Linked DNA regions of Mus musculus: all the other regions are linked to region 4. The links are chromatin contacts, called in public HiChIP or PLAC-seq and promoter capture Hi-C maps. All regions are on one chromosome and are shown on one strand. The core of a region is the stretch at or near the end of the contact, and the rest is flanking DNA. Distances in the headings are between cores, read along the strand shown.

Region 1 (3,954 bases), core at 908-3,407, 280 kb after region 4:
TGTAGCATAGCTTGGCTGTGCTGCCCCTGGAGCAACTTCCGGCATCAGTCTGCGGACCACATGGGGCCCATGAAGAGATTCTCAGGAGCCACACTGTGATGAGTGAGGCCTGAAGTTCATGTGGTGAGTCACATACTAAGCCTCCGAGAGGAAGCTGCCCCTGGGAAGAGCAGATCTAAACAGAGCTGAGCTGTTTGATTTTTATTTTAAACTGAGCGTAGCGGTACATGCTTTTCTTCCCAGTACTCAGGAGGCAGAAGCAGGGTGATCTCCATGAGTTCAAGGCCAGCCAGAGCTACATAGTGAGATCCTGTGCCAACCTTACCTTCCCCTAAGTATAGGAGATACAAGGCAAGACGAGCCTTGCCCAGCCATGAGTCTGGCTCCAACAGCAGAGTGAGCTGCTCGTGTGTTTAATGTGCAGCTTCCTTCATTTAACACGTTTTTATTTATTTTTATGAGAGTCATCCTTTTTAAAATTTTAAGTGTGGGAAAATATTCATAAGGTTTCCTACTTTTAAAGCAAGTTAGTGGTGCACGCAGTCTTCACCATGGTCCACACAGAACTCTTCCCATCTCCCCAATGGAGGCTCGGCTACACTAAATGCCCCTGGCACTCCCCAGCCTCAGCTCTTCTGTGTCTGTGTGTGTATGCATGTGTGCATGTGTGTGTCTGTGCATGTGTGTGTTCATGTGTGTGTACATGTGTGAATGTGTGTATGTATGCATGTATACATGAGTGTGTGAATGTGTGTGTTCATGTGTGCATGTGTGTGTATGCATGCATACATGTGTATGTGTCTGTGCATGCATATGTGTGTTCGTGTGTGCAAGTATGTGTGCATGTTCATGTGTGCATGTATGCATATGTGTGAGCATGTGTGTGTGTGCACTGAAGCAGATTCACAGTGTTGTGTTCATTCTCCTCCCCGTGCCCTGTGCACGTGTAAACCAGAGATTGACATTAGGTGTCATCTCCCCAGACCCTAGGGTGTTATGACTGGTTACTACTTCTCTTAGCACAATCCTCAAATCTCTTCTGTTGTTCCACGGAGTTGAAGCATCTTTCCCTTTAAAGGTTAATGTTTCATGCTATGAGAGGATCACATTTTGTTCATCTGGAGAGAGACCTGGGCTTTTGTGGTTTTAGCTATTATGAGCACTAAAGCCTTCAGCACTTGGGTTTCATCCAGCAATGGACTTGCTGGTCTATAATAGTATCTGTTTCCTTGAGCGGCATCTGAGCTGTCTTCTGTCATGGCTGGCTACTATGCATTCCCACGGCAGTGTGCCTGATCCCTGTCTTCCGGATCTATCTCAGGTTAGCACAGTTGGCGCATGTCCTTACTGAGCAGACAGCCATTCTACAGACCCTTTCAGCCTCCATGTTCAAAGATATGGTGTTCCCTGGGCTTTGCACTGGTGCTGGTCAGGCTGAGTGTCCTTCCTGTGAGTCACCCCACGGCCTCCCTGGGGAGGATGCGCTGTAGCTACATCTTCCCATGCTCCTCTCTTCTCTGTTAGGACAGCAGTCGTGAGAGCTTGAAGAATGGCATGAGCGTGATCCCTGGACATCATGGGCATGCTCCCTGGGCATCGTGGGCGTGTTCCCTGGACATCACGGGCATGCTCCCTGGACATCGTGGGCATGTTCCCTGGACATCATGGGCATGCTCCCTGGACATCATGGGCATGCTCCCTGGACATCATGGGCGTGTTCCCTGGACATCATGGGCATGTTCCCTGGACATCATGGGCATGCTTCCTGGGAAGGCAGCCTGGCCAAGACACCAGTAGTAGCTCAACGAACCCCCAACAACCCTGCAAACAGCTTCTGTGTTCTGTCTGTCTGTCTGTCTGTCTGTCTGCCTGTCTCTCTCTCTCTCTCTCTCTCTCTCTCTCTCTCACTCAATATATAAAAACCTGTGGACTCAGAGAGCAAGTAAGCTGACATTTCACCCTGACTCAGCAGCCAATCTGGAGGAAGGGATCCAGCCCACTGTGGCCCTCACATCCCTGCACTGAAAATAAGAATAAATAGATGGATGCATGAGTGAGCGAGCGATCAACAAGCAAAGGCTCCGCTGGAAACCCAGAAGGCAGTCCTGGCAGCTGCCCTCAAAGAGGGCTGCTGGATACTTCATAGATACTTCTCAGGGCCAGGCTTCTCTCCCTGGAGACAGCAGAGGCCGGAAGGTCAAACCCGAGTGCAGAGCAAGGCGCTGTGGAAAATGGCCGAGGAATCCCCCACCCCCAGGCCCACACAATTATTTCAGCTGCTTGGAATCTGGACAAGGCCTGAGGAAAGTGTCGGGGTGAGCGTCTGGTTTCTATGCTGTGGTCACAGGGGCCACCTAGAAAGGCTAAGGAGCTCACCATGTGAATGAAGCAGGACACTTCCTGAAAGGCAGGCTCCACCCAGCCCTGACACTCACAGGCTCAGCCCCCAGGCAACAGAACTCGTAGGAAGATGCTGTGCTCACCGAGAGCTGTTGATACAGCAACACCCCTCTCTCCATCTTTGCTCTCAGTGATGAAGAAGGGGTGCTGGGGTGGAGAGGCTGCAGATTGGGGTGCTAGGCCAAAAGTGGGTGAGGAACAAAGCCCTAGTTGTTCCCCCTCCGCATCTCCACTGGACCTGACATCTGGCTATAGCCTGTTTCCCTCTAAGGAAGGGAAAGAGCCCTTGTCAAGCCTCACCCTCCATGCCTACACTGAGCACCGAGCCTTGGCTTCCTCCAGTCCACATGTCTGTGCGTGCGACCGGTGCTCGTTGTCCTAGGAGTTTCTGGAGACGCCATGACTGTGGCAAGTCTTATAAAGGAACACATTTAATTGGGGCTGGCTTACAGTTAAGAGGTTCAGTGCATTGTCAGCATGGCAGAAAGCATGGTGATGTCCAGGCAGACACGGTGCTGAAGAGGTAACAGAGACTTCTACATTCAGACCGACAGGCAGTGGGAAAGGGGTGTGAGACACTGGGCCTGGCTTGAGCCACCACCAGACACACACTTCCTCCAGCAAAGCCACACCTACTCCAACAAGGCCACGCCTCCTAATAATGCTACTCTTTGGGAGTATGGGGGGCCATCTTCATTCAAAGCACCCTTATGCTTACGTTCTTAAACAATTAGTCACCTTGCCATCACTGGCAGGTATCCTCAGAGGCACAGCCTGGTGGAAACAGACCAGACACTCTGTTGGAGCCATGAGCAAGGCAACCCTGCTTCCTCCAGCCCCTGAGTCCCTGAGTCCCTGAGGCCAGCCAGTTTGGATTTCCCACCTGAGAAGAGGGGCGGGGGAAGCCTAACTGCAGCCACCTGTTTTCTACAGCAAACACACAAGTTACAGTGGCTGTCCCCAGTGCTGGGTGACTCCAGCTCCTTAAAGTAACACATTAGGACTCAGGATGTGGCCGGCTTCTTTGGGCGAGTACTTGTCTAGCATGCACAAAGCCTGGGGTCCCAAACCCCAGGACCCACAAACCAGGTAACCGGTACTCGAAGGCAGGAGAAGCAGAAGTCAAGTTCACGGCCATCCTCTGGTATACAGAGTTTAAGGCCAGCCTGGGCTACCTGAGACCCCATCTCAAAGCTGATGAATGGACATTTGTAAGCTTATAGCCAGAGGAACTGCAAACTCTGGGGTCCTGGTGGTGTGAGAGCTTCTCCGTTGCCTTTGTCCTGCATCTGCTGGGTAAGCAGGGTTTGACACCAAGTCTCACAAACATGGGTCACAGACAGCTTTCGAGGCTCCTGAGGTCTCTGTTCATGCCCACCCAAGGAGGACAGGGTACTTGGAACACATGAGACTACACCAGTGGCTTCAAATTTACGGGAACCCAACAGATTTTCTTGAATATTTCAAAATCACTGAGAATCAATAATAAAAGCAGCCGAGTATTAAGGAAAAACAGAGGCTCTGAGCAATATGGCTCCTAAGCACCGGAATGCC
Region 2 (3,992 bases), core at 1,043-3,542, 380 kb after region 4:
TGAAAACCAGAACCCAGGGGCACCTCTCACTCCAGATAACCACGCACGGTCCTAGAACTCCAGGACACCCACCGCTCAGTATATAGGCAGAGACCAAGAGCAATGCAATGCTCTGCTCTGCACATCTGGAGAGACGACACCTTGATCTGCCCTGTGGCTGGAGAGTCTCTCCCAGGATCCTGATCCTCCAATCAGAGATTTCTGTTAAGAGACTGGACCCGACTTTCAGCTGAGATACAGGTGAGCAGCCTTGGGGAGGCAGGCATAGAACTGGAGTTACGGAGTTAGAGCGTGAACCTTGTGTGATGATCTTCACCATAATACAGTGTAACTTGTTATACGAACTACACATATCTGCCTTCTTGCTGGTGACCTCATCACATCAGCACCTGATGACAAAGCTCCTGACCCCATGTGACTGCCCAGGCCAGCAAGCAGTACACAGGAGCCCCAGCTGAGTGTGGGGGCTCACTCATGTAGACCCAGCTACTCAGGAGGCTGAGGCAGACGACTGATGGAGTCAAGGACTTCCGTGTGGGTGTCCATGCTAGGTTAAGCATCAATATGCTACCCTCCTGAGAACCAGGGACCACTTGGTTATCTAAGGAAGGTCGAACCAGCCCAGGTAGAAATATAGCACGGCATTAGGATTCAAACTGATCAGACAGGAAGTTCAGAAGCCAGAGCCATCCCGGTGAGACACGTCTGGGCTGCACGGAGCCACCTACCTGTGCCATCTTCTGATCACAACAGACTGTTTTAAAAGGTAGAACCAGAATCTAATCCAACCTCTATCTCTACTGAGCAGTTTGAAGGAATGCAGGAGACAAGGAATGTATTAAGGCTACACTTGGGTTTGATCGCCCAACCCAGGATGATGGGCAGATCCATCAATCTGAGGGATGTCCAGTGTTGGAGAACCAAGAATCAGGTGACAGGTAGGGGGATCCTAGATGCCCTATGGGTTTTAAGCTGCCGTCTGTCATCATTCATAGGCAAATGAATAGAAGGCTTCCTGGTTGTGCCACACTGGGAAACAGGAGCGAGTGGGCTGGAAGGCCTGTGCCTGGCATAGCTGAGCAGTGAGATTCGCTTGTCCTGTCTTTCTTCTGAGAGGTCCTCACTCCTCCTACCCCTGCTCCCTGTCCTTACCCTGGATACACTGACGCAGCTCTGTCCATGGCCATGAGAACAGAGAGACAGACTGACATGGGACCCCTATTGTAAAGAATAAACCTGCTCTCAGAGGCCATCCTGGACACATCACAGCAGTGCAATGTGGTCTGGCAGCTGCTTTGACAACTCGGGATTAGGAAGACAGGATGAGGAGGTTACGGAGAAAGCAGCGAGTGATTTATCATCCTTAGGCCATTGGAATCAATTATGGATGCACACAAGTATGTATGGCATTTCACCTACTCAACTCTCCCGGAGGCCCAGGGCTGGGCTTAGACATGGGAGCCAAGAGCCCAGCATTAGGGCCAAACTCTCACGGGCCCTGGGCCAAATGAACCCCCTTCAGAGTTCGTGTTCTATCTACATAATTGATGACATCTCATGTTGAAGCCTGACCAGGGCTTGTGACCAACGTCAGCTTTCAGCTCATGATATAGTAGGGACTCCACTGCCCTCAGAGTCCCCACTCACTCCAACCCATCCTCTCAAGCCCTGGAACCAACACTACCAGCTCCCAGGGACTGATCCCACTGCCCCCAAGCGGAAGCCAGACGATCCAGTATAGCATGTTGGCCTTCCAGTTATGGTGGCCTGATCCACCCCTTCAGGATCAGCGTGGGACACCCACAAACATCTTTCACCCAGTGGGGAGCTGATGCGTATAGCAGATCTCTGTTTACTCAACAGGCCCTACCCAGGGGTACAATGACTCGGGTTTTCTGGTCTTTAGCCTTGTCCAGCAGTGGCTTCTCTCATACCCTCTGCTGCCATGCTGGGTTCTAGCCCAGCCACTGGAGGTCCAGGGAGCCCTCTCCCTCCCCACCCCCCATCATCAGTAGGTGGCTAGGTGATATGCCATGGCCACTTCCTCCAGCCACCCTTAAGTAAGTTCCCAGCCCCTGCACTAAGGCTACCCTCTCACACCTGATGATGTCACTCTAGGAAATGCAAATGAGGGCAAAGCACAGAGTGGCTTGTCCTGTATGGAGTAGGTAGAACCCAGCCTTCTGCCCACACCAGGGGGAGCCAGCTCCTGCCTGGTGGTGGGCCTCTGGCTCCCTTTAAAGACCCCACCCAACCTCAGGGTGGCCCTGAGTCTATTCTGAGCCCTCTGAGAAATGAGCCAGGGCAAAGGTTTCTCTCTTTTCACAGACTTGTGTCTCTGGCACGTGTGCTCTCTGTCCTGTCTTGGGGGAGGTTCCCTAGCTGCTTGATGGAGTTTGGCTTCCCCCACCCTATTCTTCCCAGAAGAGCCTGATCTCTGGATTAGACAAAGCCTCACTCTGCAAACTTGGCTGGCCACGGTCAGAACAAAACTCAGACCTCCCATCTACCTACCCACAATTCCCTCGTTTTACCGGGAGGAGCAGGCTGAGTAGCTGAGGCTAGCCTCCCTGCCAGTCAGCCACCTTCGCTTCCCTTAGACAGAACTCAAGTAGCGAGGGGCCGGGAAGCCCACTGCGAGCTGCAAACTCGAGGTTGTCCCCAGCTGTGTCACAGGCCACCCCCATCCAGCAGGAACAGCTTCCTGCACCAGAGCCCCAGTCCCCTCCCACTTCTGGAACATGCACCCAAGCCACAGACCCGAAGTCCCATAGCAGGTGTTGCCTACGGCCACACCTGCAGCAAGGGATTCCAATGAAAACCTCAATGTCTGGCTGCTTTTACGCAACCGGCCGGAAAGGGAATTGGTGACCTGGAGAATGGCTGAATGCTTCCAGAAGAGCAAGGTCAAGCTCATCGGGACAGCTAATGATGATGGATGCAAGCTAGGCTGGAGGGGCTCCTGAGGATGCCCCAGGGATGGCAGTGGGCGAGGCCTCTGAGCCTGGGATCTGCCCTTAAAGGAACAGGAAGGAGGGGAGGGAGGGAGGGTGGAGAAACAGACTCCCGGCCAGCTCCGTGACCCCTCAGCTTATGCGAAGCAGCCATACTTGCTCTCTTCTTTGTCAAGGCTCCATGGAAGCTCAGCAAACTGAGGTGGGAAGAGGCTGTACTTCCAGCCTGCCCACTCACTGCCTAGCCTCTGCCTCAGAAGCCGTGAAGGCCTGCTGGGTATAAGGGAGTGGCCTCTGGTCTCCTGCTCCATTGCTGCCTCTTCAGAACTGATCTGTAAATTCCCCCGACACTCCCCATGAATTTGCCTGCTTGGCTCAGTGGATCTGTGAGATGCTGGCAGCATCTTCCCATCTCCCTCATAAATGAATGCATTAAGATTGCTGGCATGTATGCCTTTGGTATGTATATGTCAGGACATCATCTTCTAAAACCCGCCTTTCATACAGGGGTCGCACTGCTGGGAAACCGTAGAGCAGCAATCTGAGCCCAGATCAGCCCACTCTACCCAGAGAGGGAAATCAGCCCCACATCTGCATGTCATTGAAGTGCTGCTCTGCTTTATGGTGGAGGAAGTCCAAGTTCAGGGATGGGAGAGAAAGCAAAAGCCAGCAGACAGGCTGTCCCAGGTGCTGTGTGCGGCCTGTTGCCCTTACTAAGAAGCTCAAAGCTGACCATCTTAAAGACACCACCTTGGGGCAGAAGAAGGACGGGCTGACACCCAGAGAGGCCCCAGGTGAGGGGCTGGTATTTCAGAAGGATTAGACTGTGAAGGAACGCCTAACACTGGGCGCTGGCTTTGTATGGGTACAGAGGAGCAGGTGGGTACCAAGCAGCTGCTCAAAGGATTCCCATAGCAGGGCGCTAAAAAGAGACAAGGGCTCCCGGATTGTCCAAAGCTCTGGGCAGCTTTATCCCCCCTCCATCGAGTTCTGGCTCAGAGATAACGATGATTGCTCCCCGGGGCCCTCAGAACATCC
Region 3 (3,974 bases), core at 1,383-3,882, 400 kb after region 4:
GAGGGTGCCACGGTTGAGCAGGACACTCATGGCATCCATGGGTCTGTGGCTGAGAGTGTGACAGCTACCCACGCTCATCTCAGCCTGGCTGGCAGCTACTGGCCACTGGCCCCATCTCTGCCCAGATACCATTTCTCAATGGCACAGCAAGGTCAGCATTGCTTCTAGGTGTGACTCAGCCTAGCCTGGGTGACTCTGGGGATTTGGAGAGGCTGATCGCCACAGAGCTGTACCTAGCAACCGGTACCAAATCCAGCAATTAAGTATGGGCTTCCCAGGGCCATGGCTTCCAAAGAATGGGCAATCTCTCTGTGCTCTGGGCCTTCATGTTAGGTCCCTGAACTGATCTGTTCCTGTGGACCCAGGGCAGGGAAAAAGCTTTTTAGTGGGCCAGGGGATTCAGAAGGCCCTGGCTGGACGTCCCCTTGGTGCTCCCAGCCCTGTCACCTCAAATCTCCACTGAAAAGGAAACAGATGCCACGTGAATGGGAAGCCTCAACCGCCTTGACAGAACAGGGAGTCTAGTTTTCTCTTCCTCCTTGCTTCTCTCTTTCCCTGTAACTCCTGCACAGACTCCTGGGTCCCTCCTGCACTCCATACCACTAGCTGCAACACTTCTCCAGCTATGACAACTAGAACCACCATCATTAGACTCGAGCCAGAACTATCAGATCATCTTGTACCCCTCACCCAAGAGCAAGGGCTGGTCCTTAGCCTTGGTCTCTCTCATTGGCTTTATTAGCCAATAAATGACACCCAGAGCTCTATGGCTTGGCCTGGGGGTCAGAGGGAAGCGCCCTCTGTCTGGGAGAAGCATGAGAAAATAAAGGACCTTTCGGGGCTTGCTGTAAACTCCAGTGAAGAGTGGAGCACAGCTCGGTCCTGCACCCACACCCACTGGGATGAGATCATTCCTAAAAATTTCCCCCAAGGCAGGGAGAAGGCAGAGGCGGGAGCTGGGTGCCCTCGGGACTTCTGGAACTTCTGGCCTCCCAAGCTGCCACTCCCCCAAGCTGCCACTCCCCAAGCTGCCCCCACCCCCACACAGAACTTAGCAGGCATGAGCAGCTTCTTTGACCCCTTGGACCAAAGAGATGCTGTGCCCACTCAGCGCGAGTGGGAGCAAGTGGGCCTGTTTGTTCATACCCGGAGGTCTTCACAGGGTGGCCAGAGAAGCAGCCTACAGCTTGGCTGCCCCAGACAGGGAGGATGGACACTGAGAGAGGGGCCTCATGGGATCTGAGCAGACCAGCCCCGTTGCGTAGGTAGGTTCTTGGTAGAAGCTCTGGGAATCTGGGCCCATTTCCTGAGACATTCTGATCAAGGATAGACTAGTGCCCCACCAACTTGGATACAGTAATGGCTCAGGTCATAAAGCCCACCCAGCTCTAAGGCAAGTTCCATGTCACTAATCTGAGGCTTGGTGGCCAGAAGGGCCCCATGGTCATCAAATAGTAGGTATACTGTCACCATCAAGCTCAAGGACTATGACTCAACATCTGCTTGACCAACCTCTGTGTAAAAGCCAAGCAGGGCTGAACGCTCCGAAACTCCTAACCTGAGAATTCCGGGACTATTCTAGACCTAGCCCGTAGCCTCTGTGGGCTTCAGGGATGTGGGGATTCTCCAACATGAGTGTCCAAAGTATGACTGGCACCCTCAGCCAGAGTAAGGATGAACACTACCACTGCCAGTGTTCTGGTGGGCGTCCCCAGGGCTCCGGCAAGCATGTCCGTCACTGACAGCTGGAACCTGCTGAAAGCTGCTTCCATCCTTAACGCTGGAAGAGACAGCAAACCCAGACACACACACACCAACCCAACCACACATGTCCCCAGCTCACTGCCCTGGCGAATTCCACACATACTGCAGCCACAGCTATGGCAGGAATGGGAAGGCAGGGGTGATGGGGGACAGAGGAGGAAGCTGGCCTGAACAGGTGGCCTATAGGGAGACCTACAGGGAGTTTCAAGTGGCTCCTAATGCTGTGGCAACAGCTGGCCCCCAGCCCTGAACTCAGCGATGCTGGGTGGGAGGAAGCAGACACAAAAGTCTGCCACATTAAGGGGCTTTGAGGACAGACAACGGTCCCAGCCCCTGTGGCTGGAACATTCGTGGACCCAGCTTCCTTCCTACTGCTTTGGAAAGCATCAGCCTACCTGACTTTGCAAGGTGACATTTCCTTGCCGCTCACTAACTACTGGTCCAGCCTGTGCCAGTCTTCCTCAGAAGCTGTAAAATCCCTCTGAACCCTCTCCAAAGTTTTTATATGCGGCTATGGTTTGAGGGGTGGGAGAGCATGAAAAACTGCCAAAACCAAACTGATCAGCAGAAGCTGGACCCTCCATGCCAGGTTTGTGGCCTCAGTGGCAGACGGCCCACTCCTCGGCTCGGACATAAAGTGCCTGACCATCTTGCCACCTCCACACATCAAGGAGGAAGGCCCTGTTGTTTCCCCAAGTGGGATTTGAGCTGCAGGCTCTAAGAGGAACAAAGTCTTCCCAAAAATGAGTGTGGAAGAGGCCAGGAGGTGGAAGGCCCACACAAACGAGGCGGCTCAGCTCTGAGCACCCGCCGGGACCTAACAGCAGCCTCAGAGTTTCCTGGCATCTATCTGTTCACTGGTGTTGCAATGGGGGGGGGGGGTTGAGAGTCAGAAAGAAATATTATTAAGTGGTTTTTCTCCTGAGCCACAGGGCCAACTGGGCACACAGACCATCTGCAAAACCGCTTCAGCTGACTAGCAGGAACTGCGTCTGCCTGAGGATTAACCCCTCTAGGACCTGGTAGCACCGCTTGCAGAGCTTCCTGGTGATGGCAGCTGAAGGCACCTCTGCAGGGTGGGTGGCAGAGCAGAGTTGGAGGTGGTGGGATAGGGATTGGCACACTCTTCTGGCCTGTCTTCCTCTCTCTCCTCACCCAGATGTTAACAATGAACACAGAGGTGTGGCCCTAAAGACAGCACAGTTCCTAGCTCTGAGCCAGCTGTGACAGGGTCGGGACAGCAACCGGCCGGCCTCCTGGAATCAGGTGGGACTTGGACTTTGCCCATTTGCCTTATAGCAAAGCAGCCAGACTTAAGGCCACCTCAGACGTGGAAAGGGCCCTAGCGAGGCAGGCAGGGCCTGGGAGAGGGGTCGGCACTCTGGACGTTAAATGGATGGACCTGAAAACATGCGGCTGAGGCCCAGTTCCCAGCAGTAAAGACAGACACCACAGGACCCACCATAAACCCCAGGCATGCACAGGTCCTGTGCTGTCCTGTGCTGCTGTGTCCCAGCAGGTGGCATCTGAGGTGGCTGACAAGGGACTGCCCTTCATCAATGCCACTTCCTCTACTCAAGGATGTAGTGAAGCACGGAACACAGGCTCGTCTGGTCCCCCGGCAGGTCCTTCCTGTGTATGGCTGCTGCTGGAGCCAAGGTGAGGGCCCAAATGCCGAGGTACGTTTGAGGTAATTTTCTTTTACAGCTGAAGTGAAGGCTGCACGTATAAGATATTCCCATTGCGAGGGAGCAGGAGAGAGGGGGGAAGCTCTTGTACCGAGCCAGCTAGCTATCAAATCAAGTGTCAGAGTCAACCAATGTTGGCCTCTTAGAAAATGCCTAGCTGTAAGTACAGGAGGAACCACGCCATGCAGGCCACACAGGGCCAGAAGAGATGACATCTGCAGAGACTAATGGCAGGACTCTGAGGTCCAGAGGCCCAGCCAGGTATAGAGCCTCACTGGCCAAAAGTATCCAACACTGTCGAGCCCAGCCTCACGAATGATGGCCTAAGGGAGAGCTTCGAGATGCTTCATCGTCATCTCTGCCTCCGTCTCTCCAGCTCTGCCTGTCTTTATGGCTGATTCTGAGGCTTTTTGTTTGGTTTTGTTCTTGTTTTGTGAGACAAGATTTCTGCGTAGCTCTGCTGTCCTACTGTCCTAGAACAATCTCTGTAGACTAGGCTGGCCAGAACTCACAGAGATCCAC
Region 4 (4,370 bases), core at 343-2,842:
TGCCAGGAGAGGTAGATGTTGGGGTCCCTGGGAATCTGCTCTCAGGATGTAACCCACCACAAGCACGCCAGCATCCCCGCGTCTCCTGATCCTGCTCAAAGAGGCTTGCTCTGGGTCCCTCCTTTCACACGAGATGAGGGTCACTAAGATCCCCACAATCTAGCCCGGAATGGAACCCCAGGCAGCTTGAGAGGCTCATCCTGCGCAAGCTGGTGTGGACTTACCACGAAGGGACCCACCCGTGTCTCACCACCCCCCCCAATCTAATCCTGCCTTAGAGTCTCTGACCTGTAAAGTCTCCGGAGCAGCGGCTACTGCCGCACCCCATGACTGGACACTGATTTTTCTCCCCCCAGGTCGGACCAGGACCTCAAGTCCTAGACGACACTCATGATCATCTGCTAGGCCAGGATGGACTGCCACAACGGGACCTTTGACCTCTTCCACGTCCAGTGCCATTTGGAGAAAGGGGTTGCCCACTGGAACTCGGGAGCTGGCCTGCTGGTCAGCCTCTCCTGAAGGGCTGCTTGATGATCGATTATACTGGGGGATGTCGAGTGTGATGGGCAGCCATCTAGGCGATCACGGGAACCCCTCTCAAGTGCCTCCGGTTCCCCGCTGGTTTCTGAAGGGCTAGCTGACCCACTCGATGGACCTTCCAGCACTCCAGACAGCTGCTCATCAGGGATGGGGAGTCGGTGCCTCCCCCCTCCCCCAAGATGCTCTGAGGGCCTCAGTAACCATCTAAGCGTGATGGCTCAGACAGCGGTGCCTCTCTGCTGAGACTCAGGCCACAGTTTCTTTATAAAGCCTCCTGGTGAGGGTAGGGGCTGTCGAGCCCACAGGTAGGGTCCATTGTGTGTGTGGGTGCCTCATGAGGGTGCAGTCAGTGGACCTGAGGACCACAGGAATAAAGTGTGCTGTTCCTGCCTGCCCGTGTGGGCTGTGCTTTCTTCTTTCTTCCTAAACCAGCGCTTTAGGGTCTCTGGTCTACTGATCTGCTGGGTCCTACCCGCCATTGAGTTCAGTCTTGTTTCCCTATGTAGTGGAGAGGTGGGGGCTGAAGTGGGTCCTGCCAGGAACACTTCCCACTGCCCACAAGCCAGCCCCGTGAGAGTCTCCTGCCACCTTGTGACCACCCTAAGTCATACCCCAGCATACATGCAACAGCTGCTGGAGCTGGTCTAGGCCAGAGGAAAGAGACAACAGAACAACGGTGTTCCGGTGTTCTGTCCCCTGCTTTCTGGGTTTTCCCAGCCTTGCACACTATGGTCCCCTACCCCCACCCCGTAGTCACGTGACCCAGGACACACACCTGCCCCAGCTCACAGTGGGTCGGAAGTAACCTCATCTCCTTTTAGGGAGCAGCCTTTATCTGATAACTAGAGGAGCAGGTGGATGAAGTGACTTACGCCTCTGGCCCTGGGGGGGTACGGTCACAAGTCACAAGCAGTCACAAGTGGCCCTGGTACTTTCCAGCTGGAGAGAGAGGTCGATGGGGAGACTGTCCCACCCACCAAGGCTCAAAGGGAAGGTGCAGAGGAGGCCTCTGGGGCACAGCCCGACAGGGCGGGGCCTGAGCAGGGGGCGGGCCGATCAGTGAGGACTTGCGAAGTGGGCTGCAGAGTTGGACCGGGCTGCTGCGTGTGCGCAGGGTCCTCGTCATGGGGCAGATCGAGTGGGCCATGTGGGCCAACGAACAGGCGCTGGCGTCTGGCCTGAGTGAGTGAGGTGGGCTGCGGGTGGAGGGGTTGCTCAGGACCCGTGGGGCACCGCGGGGGAAGCAGGGCTCGGGCTGGTTCTGCGGACCTCAAAGCGCGGATCCTCGGAGAGACCTACCGGGGCCTCCGGGCACAGGACGGGCGGTGGCCGCTGCAGGCCGTGCTCGGCCGCCTGTTCTAGAGGCGACCCCGCCCTGCACCCTGTTGGGTCCGCGCTGGGACCTCAGAGGAGGAAGTTGCTTACAGCTGGGGAAGAGACATTCACTCGGTGGTTTCCCGCCTGGTTAGGAAAACCCCCGGAAGACCCTCTTCTGCGCACAGCCCACTTGGCCAGGAGTTGGGACTCTGGCCTTGAGGTCACTCGGGCTCCGGCTTCTCCCCGAGGGGCCTGGGATAGGAGCTAAGCTCATCCTAGAGGAGCAATCGGCTCCATCCCACAAGCGAAGTGTGCGCAGAAACTATTTCACAAGAGTCTGGACACCCCTCAGAGTGATCTTAGCCCTGATGGCCTGCCGAGTTAAGATGCAGGACACTAGTCTTTAGTCAGGTTGACACTGGCCGTGGCTTGAACAGTTCAGCTTGTCTGGGAGGTTTGCCAAGGGGCAGTGGGACCCCTGGGCTTCACTGTACCAGGAAAGGAACCTAATAGACCAGACCATGAGCAGCAGGCCTGAGACTAGAAACTGCAGACATGCCTCAAAGCCGAAGGGAGCCAGAAAAGACCTGCCAGGGCAGGGAGGATGGCCCAGACCCCCCTCCACTCACCCGGGAATAGCGCATCGAAGAGGTGATAGAGAAATCTCCCCCAGCCCACGCTGGAAGCTCCCGTGGAAGGCCTTGCAACCCCAACCTTTTGAAAATGGCGCCCCTCCCCCACCTGCAGTCTCCCTTCTTACCCTTCCCAGCCTCCTGCCAGTAGTGGTTTGTCCTGTGACCACTATGGACGGTTTCAAAAGTTACCTCCAGGAAGTGGGGGTGCCAGACACACCTAAGGGTGGGAAGACCTGGCGAGCGCTGTCCATGCAGTGTCTCCTGTCCTCGTGTGTGCTAAGGTCTCTATGTACTGCCTCAGCTAATTGTTCAGGGTGTTCAGGCTGACACAAGTCTCCTGTGCTGAGGAGTCACAGGCTGTGGCCACTTACTTTCTCCACCGAGTGTGACTTCCGCTAACTTTTCTTTTTACGGGAAAGCACAACTGTCCTGGGAAGGTTCTGAACTGTCTAGGTCCAATCAACAGGGATGTACTTTGTTTCCTTTTGTTTTTTTAACATTTGATTTTTTTCAGATTGTGTGTGTGTCTGGCCATGTGTGTAAGTGCGGGGGCGCTTGCAGACAAAGGCTAGAAGAGGGTATTGGAACCCATGGAGCTGGTGTTACATACGGGTGGCTCTGAACTGCCTGATGCGGGTGCTGAGAACCCCACTCAGGTCCCTTGGAGAGCAACCCTCGCTACTAATCCCTGAGCCATCTCTCCAGCCCCCTATTTTGTTTTTTTCTAAATCACAGAAAATTCCATCTGTTCTGGCCCCATTACCTGGCTCCATCTCAAGACGAAAGCCCGTTCCTGACCCCCCTGCTTGTCTCCTGGGCTCTTCCTGCCTTCCTTGCTAGGTTGCTCCTTCTCTGTCTCTGAGTTTCCTGAATGTGCACGGGGAGGGGGGCGGGGGGGGGGGGCTTTTTGTACAATTGGCTGGGGTCACAGCTGATGCCTCCTTTTCAGTCTTGACTCAGATGCCACCTGCTGAGACATCAACCTCAGATAGTGGGCTTCCCTGGGATTGAACCCTCTGTTACAGTGTATCACTTCAGCAAGCCAGGGGCTTGAGAATCAGTCCTTGGGTCTCCCTGTTGGGTAAAGAATGACCCCTCCCACTCATGGTGGTCAGTGTAGCAGAAGCTCACAGTGAGGACATGAGTCCCTAAGGACTATGGGTAGCAGGCCGAGTGAATGTGTGACAAAGTACCCTTCCCTCCTGCAGAGTGCACCCTTAAAGCTGACCAGCAAAACAGGAAGGTTAATATGTAGCCGAGCTTCAAGCCCAGCATAGCAAAACACCAATACTATTTAAAGAGTGGGAGAGGGACCTGGAGTCTGGGGATGTCCAGAACAGCATGGAAGCTTTTCCTGAGGCTGCTCCAGGGTCTTCGTACTGAAGAAGGCAGGAGTCAGCACCCTAGCAAGATTGTCATAGAGCATCAGTCCCTCCAGCTGCCAAGAGCTGTTGCTGCCAGGGATCCCAAACAGCCAAAGCCTGAGACCTGGGCCTGAGGAGGGTGTAGGGGTGAGGCTGCCTCCACCCACAGATGCAGAAACTAGAGACCTCAAGTAGGCCTATGGGTGGCTGTGGGATTAACACCCTATTGGCATGAGGTCACACTCACCGTTTGAGGAAGTGAACCCTGTGAGGAGTCGGCACCCACTGGGCAGGGGGGCTGGTCCCACTGGAAAGAGGGACCCGTGTTCTTGAATGTCAAAGGAGATAAATGGCCACCTGGATCTGAGAAAGGGAATTTTGTAGACACACACACCGATCAGCTCTTGATGGTAGTGGGTACACTGCGAATGTATCACCTTGAAGAAGGAAACAGAAGGAAGCCAAGAGGAACCACACAGACGTGGAGCTTTCTACACAGAAGTTGTGTCACACG
Region 5 (4,141 bases), core at 759-3,258, 320 kb after region 4:
TACCACAGCAGACAGGCACGTGAGGGTTGGGAAATTCTGCTCATGGTCACTGTCCTACCTGACGCGTGCCTGGGACCTAGCAGAAGCCTTCCTCTGCAAACACCTTTCTACAGTTAGAGGAGTTGTCTTTCCATAGTTCCTATGCCTTGGGATGCTTGGTGCCAGCAGTCCAGAGGCCTTGGGGGGCAGCTCACAGGTCCTAGGGTCCTCAGGGAGCCTACACCTACCTATCTTCAGATCCCAGACCTAGGGGCCATAGAGTTTCTGGTGCCACCAAAGGCTGATGAGGGTGTTCTTCCAAACCCACTATCTGAATGACCAGCAGTGTCTGCCCTCGGGACTGGACAAACTGCCCCAGAAAGCATTTATAGTCTCCTCAGAAACCCTCTACTATGCAGAGAGAAGGAGGGGGAGGGGGTCCCCAGGAAATGTATTAGAGGGAGGGGAGGGTCAGATGCGGTCAGTGGTTAGCAATGGCCGGTATACCCAAAGATTCACCAGGACAATCCAAGACAGAATGTGGCCACTCAGACTGCAGGGACTGCAAAGGGTGGGCAGCAGCCATGTCACCTGCCGAGCCAAACCACCTTGACCTCCAAGGCTCTGAATTCGAGCCACTGGCTGGGCCTTGAGTTCCGGCCTCATGTGTGGAAGCCACTCCCCATCTCATCAGCCCTTGTATTTCTCGGTGTCTTAAGAAGCCAGCACAACCATCGTCCTGGACAGAAGCTGACTTGGGGATTTTTCTCAAGGTCACAGAGATTCACGGACAGAATTGAGACTGAAGTTCTAACCTTAGGGGTTATTAGTAAATCATCTACAGAGGGTAAGGGGCATACAGTTACCTAGCTGGGATAACTAGTACAGTGGGTAATAGGTGGGCGGTTACATCGCAGGGATCGTTAGTACAACTGTAAGTAGATGACTGACATCCGTGGACAACTAAGATAAGGAGTGGCTGCATACACATCTATGGATGAGGAGCCCAGCAGCTCAGGGTGATTGGCTACGCATCTGTGGATACCTAGCACTAGTAGGGGTGACAGGTTAAACTCGCCCGGTGGGTATACTCGACCTGTGGCATATCCACGGACTAGTACAGCAAGGGACAGGTGGCTTGTCATCCTGTGGTAGATGAGTGGCATGGCTGCTGAGGCCTCCTCTAAACCTGAATCTCTCTCACTGTGTGCCTTGGGGAGGGCATCTCTTCCCTTTGAGCCTGAACCCTATGGGCTACTCACTGATGTGGCACCTGCTGTGTGCCTGAGAATACATTCATAGTGTGACCAGGGGCACTCGTGTTGGGTTCAGGAGTCTGGGTAACTGTTTGGAAGAGCACCCGCCATCTGGTGAATGGCTACCCACCTCTCCACAGGGAGACAAGACCTGGTAACAAACTGCACATTTTCCCACATTGATACCTGCTTCCAGACACTCTGCCCTGACGGGGAGACTAACGTGGCAGCTCCCTCCAAGGTCAGCCTCAGCACAGACCACGGAGCCGTGACCACCATGTGGCCACTTTTGTGGCCAAGCCTGAACCCAGTGAATCATCAATACACAGGATCCAGCCATGAGATTCCCTGAAAAGGGCTGGTAGCAAAACCAACAGACACATTAGAACCACGGAACAGGATGTCCTGGCTTCAGGGAACCCAGGTGGGACCCGATCCAAATAAGAAGCAACAGGGTTTTCAGAGTACCCCCTCCCACCCCACCCCACCCCCAGCTCCGAAAGGCACAGGCTGTGCTCGCCACTGTCCCTGAGAACAGCAGAAGCCAAGGCTGCAGAGAGGCTCTGGGAGCTCCTGGCCTGTGTTTTGGATCCAGCAGAAGTGGGCCGCAGTCATAGCTCATGCTCGCCCCCCCCACCCCCCGCCCCCTGCCACCACAAGCTTTCCAGCCACAGCCATGAGGTGACATCATGGGGTCAGGGGCTATAAACCGAACTCAGTCAGAAGAAGAGAAAGAATGGGAGAGGGTGGCCCTCAAACCCACTTCCTGTCTCCTGATCATCTGGTGATCTCCTGTGTCAGCTTCGGTTCCTTCCCCTCCCGCCAGCTTCCCTCCCTCCTTGCCAAAGCCACAGGCTCCCCTCCTCCACCACACTTGATCAGAACCAGGAAAGCGGCACCAGAGCAGGTCCCTCCACCTCCTAAGAATACCGGGACCCTCTCATTGGGAGCCAGCTTGGCCTCTGACATAGCTAGTGCATAGCCACAACCTGCAGACCACCCCAGTCTGCCCCCGAGCTGGTAGCTCCAAGGGGCAGGTGCTGCCCAGATGAAGTGAGACTGGGGTCCAGGTACTATCCTCTAAGTGACATGACATTGTCAACATTGCTCTGGGACATCCACACCCTTCTCTGGACCTCAGTTTCCCCAGCTGCCAAAGGAAAGGGTGGGTCTGGCTTCTGAGGTCCCAGACACAGATGGATGAAGGGGTGAGTCAGAGCGCAGGGCTGCGGTCTCACGTGGAAGCAGAACTTCGATGATTTCACGAGAGGCAGAGCACAGTCTCCTCTGGCGGAGCCCTTGCAGCTTCCCAAGTTAATCACCATGGGAACGATTATCTGGCCATCGGGCCATCCTCCTGCCCTCCTCGAAGCTCCATCCCGCCTTCACAAACCTAGAGGGGAATCTCCACAATTTACACAGACCATCAATCACACGCAAGCAAGATTTCTGTTTCAATAGCTGGGCATAAAGAAAGTAGCAAGAGTCGTTGGGGTTGAGCCTAACATGTCCAGCCCTTCTTCTGTCTCTGGGACACTGAGGTCTCAGAGTCACATCCCATTTCTATGATTTCTTTAAAAATTACACAAGCCATTATTCATCCATCCAGTGAGGATGGTCCCCGTCTTGCCTACCAAAGCAGGATTAGGCGCTAGAGATACGTCTCAAGAACTCTGTTACTTCCTACCTGGACCAGGGATGGCAGAGGGTCTAACCTATAACACCAGTCCCCTGAAGCCTCTCAGATCATCTCAGACCTCCCCAGAAAGCCCCCACTCATTCACAACAGCTCAGAGTACACATTAATAAGTCGAATATTTTCCTACGATCCCTCTCTGCTGCCTGAGAAAATGGCTACTGATCGTTCACCACCCTAGTTCATAAGTCATTCCAGATCATAGAGCCAGGCCCTGCTGCCCTCTGTTGGCCTCCTCATCTTCACGACTTTTCCAGACTGGGAAGGGGGGGTGGGGGGGGGGTCATTTGTCTACACTACAAAGCCTCGTGCTCTTCTGACAGCACATCCTATGTACTCATTATTTATTGCTGAGATCTCTGTGATTACAACACAGCCCAGCTGGAGTCCTGACAACAGGCAATTTGCAAGCCACCAGCCACGCCTTGAAGCCCAATCACATCCTCGCCCAAGTGTGTTCCGCTTAAAGATAGCACGTGAAGAAAGAGCAGCCTGTCAGGCCACCCCTCTGAGGCTTCCAAAGCCCTGGGTTCTCAGAACATGTCCAGCACGCATTGCCTCATGACCCCCTCTAAGGCTGAAGTCATGGAGAAAGTGCTCTCTAAGAGAGCAATGAGGACTGTCTCCAGCTGAACTATTCTATAAATGTCTGCGAGTCCCTCACCTCTCGCGGAACTCAGCCCTCACGGTGCACTTGGCTCTTGCTCGCACTGTGGAACCCAGCCCTGCTTCCCCCAACGCTGCCTCCTAAAGACAGAGCATCAACATTTTCCCTCTTGGCCGGCACTGTCCTGGCATGGGGAAGGGCCGATTTATGCATGTCAACTGCCATGTTGACAGACTGCTGGACAGAGGCATTGATCTGCCCTGACTGGGGTAAGAAGGGAGTGAGGAGGGCCAGCGGCCTGGGGCACCAGAGGTGTGGCCATGCTGTTGCTCTCTCCACGGGAATGAATCACTTCCAGATGCTGCCCTAGCACCTGGTGCCCAAAGCCACGGGCCCCATATCTGTGAGAATCCCTCCAGGCAGATGGCACGGCTAACAAAGGCGGTTTCTCCCATCATGACTGTGCTTGGCATGCTCAGAGAAACCACTCCCCAGTAGCTGGCAAGTCCTGGGACAGACCTCAAGGGTGAACTCCCTTGTCTGAAACAAGCCACGCCCCCTCGTCCTTCTGAGCTGACGTCATAGGACCACGCACCCTCCCTC
Region 6 (4,197 bases), core at 819-3,318, 440 kb before region 4:
GGCATTTCCTTACTAGTGACTGATGTGGAACCGGGGCCCACCGTGGGCAGTGCCACCCCTGAGCTGGTGGTTCTGGGAACTCTTAAGTAAACAAGGTCAGCACATCATGAGGAGCATCCTCCCTCATGACCTCTGCATCAGCTCCTGCCTCCAGGCTCCTGCCCTGACTTCCTTTAGTGATAAACCATGATGTGGAAGCGTAAACAAAACCCAACACTTTTCTCAAGTCCTGGTGTTTCATCACAGCAGGAGTAGCCCTCATTAAGATGCATACAGGAGGCCAGAGCTCTGTCATCAGTGTCTTCCTTGATTAGACATTGAGCAGGCTCTCCCTTAAGTCTTAAGTAGCCATCTTGCTCCAGGATCGCTGTCCTCCCCTTCCTGAGTGCTGGGACTGCAGGCTCTCATTCCCACCTGTCCTTTACCTCCGACCGTGACATCACCCTTTTTGTTTGCTTTGATTTGGATTATGTAGCCCTGGCTGTCCTGGAACTCACTGTGTAGACCTCAAATCCAGAGATCTGCCTGCCTCTTTTCCTGAGCGCTAGGACTAAAGGCATGCGCCACCACGCCTGGCCGGGTTCTCACTCTTACACTGCTGGCAGGCACTTTGCCCACTGAGCCTCTCCCCAGCCTCTGGGCATACCATTTTTAAAGTACAGAAATCCTGAAAGAAGCTGTTCTTAGGGAGAAACAATGGTAAGAATGCTATCCATCTCAGCAGACAGGGAGGGAGCAAAGCAAAGGAGCACAGAAACCATTATTCCGGAGACCTGGCCCCGGGAACCTTACTCTCCAAGGTGAAGGGCAGCCAGTTGGGGTGGTGCACACCTGTAACCCAGCACCCAGGGCAGAGGCAAGCAGATTTCTGTAAGGTTTGCTCTATTTAAGAAAGGGGAAATGGGGGGCTGGAGAGATGGCTCAGTGGTTAAGAGCACCGACTGCTCTTCTGAAGGTCCTGAGTTCAAATCCCAACAACCACACGGTGCCTCACAACCATCCGTAATGAGATCTGACGCCCTCTTCTGGTGCATCTGAAGACAGCAACGGTGTAATCAGATATAATAATAGATAATATCAAAGAAAGAAAGAAAGAAAGAAAGAAAGAAAGAAAGAAAGAAAGAAAGAAAGAAAGAAAGAAAGGAAGGAAGGGAGGAAATGGAAAAAAGCTGAACTGAAGGAATTTGTCTTGAATGCCTCCCCACAAGGAATATTAGACATTCTTTAGAAAAACACGGGTCAGGCTAAGGCGGTGTCTAAGTCTGTGGATAGTTTGCACGAGGCCTAGGGATCCGGGAGAGAGGAGACTCAGAAATTCAGGTCTGGGGCCAGAGAGATGGCTCAGTAGCTAAGACCACTTGTGCTCCTCCAAAGGACCCAAAATTTAGTTCCCAGAAAAGGATGTGAGCTCGCATCTGCCTGAAGCTCCAGCTCCAAAGGACTTGCCAGGCTCTTTTGGAGGTCGCAGAAAACCCTACATTGGGCATACACCCATACAGACATGCATACATTATATTATATACATTATATACACCCATACAGACATGCATACATTATATTGTATATATTGCATATGTACAATGCATTAGGAAATTTAAGGTTTAAAGAAAACAAAAATGCCGGTCTGCACTAAAGAAAGGCGAAAGGAAAACCACCAATTCTCAGGGTACACAGCCAAAGCCCCAGCACTCAGATCAAAGCAGGGGGTTGCTATGGGTTTGAGGCCAGCTAGGGCTTCATAGCAAGACCCCGTCTCAACCCACGCTCAAGGAAACGTTAGGATGATAAACAGTTTCTGTGCAGCCTTAGTGTCCTCGCTCTCCAACCTTCCATGCCCCCCACCCCACCCCCACGCCGCACCTTGTCCCCATCTCACAGGCATGCAAGGGAGTCCCACTGTGAGAGCATGAGTCTTGGTGTGGACTGCATGCAGTTCTTGGGGCCAGAGGCCTGGTCCCTGGGAACTATTCTGGAGTATGGGGCTCAGGGCTCAGGTCAGGCTCCACTGCTTATACATTCCTGTCTTTCCTTAGCAGTCAAATTGATTAAAACCAGACATGGGGTGGCACAAAGGACACGGAGCACATAAACGCTGTAAAACTCAACTGGTCAAGGCTTTGTGATGTGGCCTGTGATCCCAGTACACAGGGGGCAGGGGCAGGAAGGTCGCTTCATGTTTAGGGCCAATCTGGGCAATATGTAAGAAGACCCCATTGACAACAAAGCCAAGAACAGTGGGTGGCTCTCATCTGTATTTTCAAATCTAGAAACAGAGGCAGTAGGATTGCTACAACTCTGGGGCTAGCCTCAGCTACAGTATAAGACACTGACTCAAGATAAATAAAAGACTCCCATCAAGACAAGGAAGGGAGTGGATTGAGAGAAAGCAAGAAAGTGAGCGAGCACTAGGAGAAGCAGACATCAGACATCAGCACCAGCAGAAACAGTTGCAGTGGGGGGTGAGGTGCTCCTCTGTAACCCCAGGGTCTCAGAGGCAGAAAGAGCAGGAATTGAGGTGAATCTCGGCTACACAGGAAAGGAAGAACAGGGGTGGGAGGGATGGGAGGGAAGGGAGGGAGGGAGGGAGGTAGGGGAGGGAGGGAGGGAGGAACAACACACAGAAACAGTCCTGCAGGCTGAAAGCCAATAATGGCATCCCGATGTAAGCAGCGCCCACAACCTCCTGGATGGGCTGACTCTACAGATCCCTTTAACTGCAAACACAGCTCCTCAGGCCCACATGGAGGGTGTGGAAGAACACATTCCTACCTTAACAAATGTCAAGGGAATCATGCCTGGTCTGTTCTTAGACTACAATGGGATTAAAGTAGAAATAACAAGTAGATAGATGAAAACTCTCAAAGGACTTCAGCTTAAGCACTACACTCAGAAGTAACTCCAGGGTCAAAGAGGAGACAACTGGCCGGGAACTTCCTGTGTAGACCAGGTTGGCCAGGCTTCCATTCACTGAGATTCTACTGTAGCCTCCCTCATGCTGGGATTAAAAGGTGTTTGCTACCAGACTAGCTAAAAAGTTTTAAATTAAAAGTTTTTTTTTAAATTACTTTTATAGCCTGGTGGTGGTGGCACACACCTTTAATCCCTCGGGAGGCAGGGGCAGGTGGATCTGTGAGTTTGAGGCCGGCCTGGTCTACAGAGTGAGTTCCAAGACAGCCAGGGCTACACAGTGAAACCGTTTCAGAATCCCCCTGATGCCCAAAAGGCTGGAAACATAGAAGATGGTTCATCAAGAGCACTCGCTGCTCTTCCAGAGGACCTCGCTTAAACTCCTAGCACCCGGATGCTGCTCACAGACATCCACTGCTCCAGGTCCAATGGATCCAATGCACTCTGCTGATGTGCACCAAACACTCATGGGATTCATACACACACATGCAAGCAAAACATGCCCATAAAACAAACCGAAAAAGGTATGTTCAAAACAAAACATTGTAAAGACACATAAAATAACACAGGGTAATAATACATAGATGTCCTGACCCTGGGCTTGACAGTGATCTAGAAACAACACCAAGGTCCAATCTGTAAGGAACTGGATACATTAGGGACAGGGAGAGACTGCACGAGGTTCTGGGAAATGGCAGAGTGGAAGGCATCAAGAATCCATTTCCCAGACTAAACAGAACCTGAGAGGCAACTACTTAGCAGTTCCTCATCTGCCAAAAACCTGCAAGTCCCAAGAGAAGGCTTGTGGCCTCATCGTGTTTTATTCTCATAATTTAGGAAACTAATACTTTCAAAAGAAAAACAAGCATTCACCGTGTAATTTATTTTGTGACTCCAAATTTTGCTTCCTACCTAATTTAAGAGACTAGTGTACTTAATTGGTTTATATTTATGAGCACACAATCAATAAAGATATAATCTTTCGATATCCATAACTGAAGCTTTGCAGCAGGAGCTACCTGGTGACTGCTTTAAATCCAGAGTAGAACGTTAACACCTCTGACTCCTGCTCAGCTCCAGCCCCGGTGACAGCTCACACCTGCAGTGCCAGCACTCAGGAGGCTGGAGGAGGAGTCTGTATCAGATGCCAGCCTGGCCCACAGCATGTGGCAGACACTAGCTCAAAGGAAGAAAAACCTCCATGGTAACCTCAAAGAAAATAGTGACAGGTTGTAAATAAAAAGACGTAAAAAAGGAACTAAACGCTTTTGTTTCACTGCAAGAAAAAGT

Evidence for each region. Promoter capture Hi-C pulls out the DNA fragments that hold promoters and counts their contacts. HiChIP or PLAC-seq counts read pairs in DNA pulled down with a chosen protein or histone mark.
Region 1: an H3K4me3 HiChIP or PLAC-seq map of bone marrow-derived macrophages shows a contact between it and region 4, with 5 times the contacts expected there. The contact joins the enhancer-like site here to the promoter of Cyba in region 4. A contact is called at or near these places in 2 of 39 promoter capture datasets (the HPC-7 cell line and trophoblast stem cells) and 2 of 115 datasets of contacts at active chromatin or transcription factors (bone marrow-derived macrophages and embryonic stem cells).
Region 2: a contact with region 4 is called in an H3K27ac HiChIP or PLAC-seq map of embryonic stem cells, with 2.0 times the contacts expected there. The contact joins the enhancer-like site here to the promoter of Cyba in region 4. A contact is called at or near these places in 5 of 39 promoter capture datasets (cranial neural crest, frontonasal cranial neural crest, hippocampal neurons and 2 more), 1 of 15 datasets of contacts at CTCF or cohesin (the NIH/3T3 cell line) and 1 of 115 datasets of contacts at active chromatin or transcription factors (embryonic stem cells).
Region 3: a promoter capture Hi-C map of the HPC-7 cell line shows a contact between it and region 4, with 3 times the contacts expected there. The contact joins the enhancer-like site here to the promoter of Cyba in region 4. A contact is called at or near these places in 12 of 39 promoter capture datasets (the 3T3-L1 cell line, the HPC-7 cell line, cranial neural crest and 8 more) and 2 of 115 datasets of contacts at active chromatin or transcription factors (bone marrow-derived macrophages and embryonic stem cells).
Region 5: an H3K4me3 HiChIP or PLAC-seq map of bone marrow-derived macrophages shows a contact between it and region 4, with 3 times the contacts expected there. The contact joins the enhancer-like site here to the promoter of Cyba in region 4. A contact is called at or near these places in 2 of 39 promoter capture datasets (both in embryonic stem cells), 1 of 484 Hi-C or Micro-C datasets (embryonic stem cells) and 3 of 115 datasets of contacts at active chromatin or transcription factors (bone marrow-derived macrophages, embryonic stem cells and microglia).
Region 6: an H3K27ac HiChIP or PLAC-seq map of double positive thymocytes shows a contact between it and region 4, with 5 times the contacts expected there. The contact joins the enhancer-like site here to the promoter of Cyba in region 4. A contact is called at or near these places in 5 of 39 promoter capture datasets (cranial neural crest, embryonic stem cells, fetal liver and 2 more), 11 of 115 datasets of contacts at active chromatin or transcription factors (bone marrow-derived dendritic cells, bone marrow-derived macrophages, craniofacial prominence and 6 more) and 1 of 9 other capture datasets (liver).

The regions. Positions count from the first base shown.
Region 1 is chr8:122,153,749-122,157,702 of GRCm38.p6, reverse strand. It overlaps a transcript of Zfp469 not described here. Among named protein-coding and RNA genes, the nearest start is that of Gm39268, 5.7 kb to the right of the region's middle. Within about 2 kb of position 2,157, at least 42 of the 459 cell types and tissues checked have an H3K27ac peak or open chromatin away from gene starts, as enhancers often do. A contact at or near this core is called in bone marrow-derived macrophages and trophoblast stem cells, where this site is marked.
Region 2 is chr8:122,054,486-122,058,477 of GRCm38.p6, reverse strand. It overlaps a transcript of Zfp469 not described here. Among named protein-coding and RNA genes, the nearest start is that of Gm34413, 38 kb to the left of the region's middle. Within about 2 kb of position 2,292, at least 43 of the 459 cell types and tissues checked have an H3K27ac peak or open chromatin away from gene starts, as enhancers often do. A contact at or near this core is called in embryonic stem cells, where this site is marked.
Region 3 is chr8:122,034,424-122,038,397 of GRCm38.p6, reverse strand. No RefSeq gene overlaps it. Among named protein-coding and RNA genes, the nearest start is that of Mir7237, 58 kb to the right of the region's middle. Within about 2 kb of position 2,632, at least 17 of the 459 cell types and tissues checked have an H3K27ac peak or open chromatin away from gene starts, as enhancers often do. A contact at or near this core is called in the HPC-7 cell line, where this site is marked.
Region 4 is chr8:122,430,162-122,434,531 of GRCm38.p6, reverse strand. It overlaps Cyba (cytochrome b-245, alpha polypeptide), which reads left to right and starts at 1,592. Exons shown (of 6, transcript NM_007806.3): 1 at 1,592-1,722. The coding sequence starts at 1,665. Mvd (mevalonate (diphospho) decarboxylase) reads left to right here. Exons shown (of 10, transcript NM_138656.2): 10 at 357-936. The coding sequence ends at 437.
Region 5 is chr8:122,110,303-122,114,443 of GRCm38.p6, reverse strand. It overlaps a transcript of Zfp469 not described here. Among named protein-coding and RNA genes, the nearest start is that of Gm34413, 18 kb to the right of the region's middle. Within about 2 kb of position 2,008, at least 113 of the 459 cell types and tissues checked have an H3K27ac peak or open chromatin away from gene starts, as enhancers often do. A contact at or near this core is called in bone marrow-derived macrophages and microglia, where this site is marked.
Region 6 is chr8:122,873,227-122,877,423 of GRCm38.p6, reverse strand. All of the region lies in intron 1 of Gm39273 (a long non-coding RNA gene), which reads right to left. Among named protein-coding and RNA genes, the nearest start is that of Gm39273, 4.9 kb to the right of the region's middle. Within about 2 kb of position 2,068, at least 7 of the 459 cell types and tissues checked have an H3K27ac peak or open chromatin away from gene starts, as enhancers often do.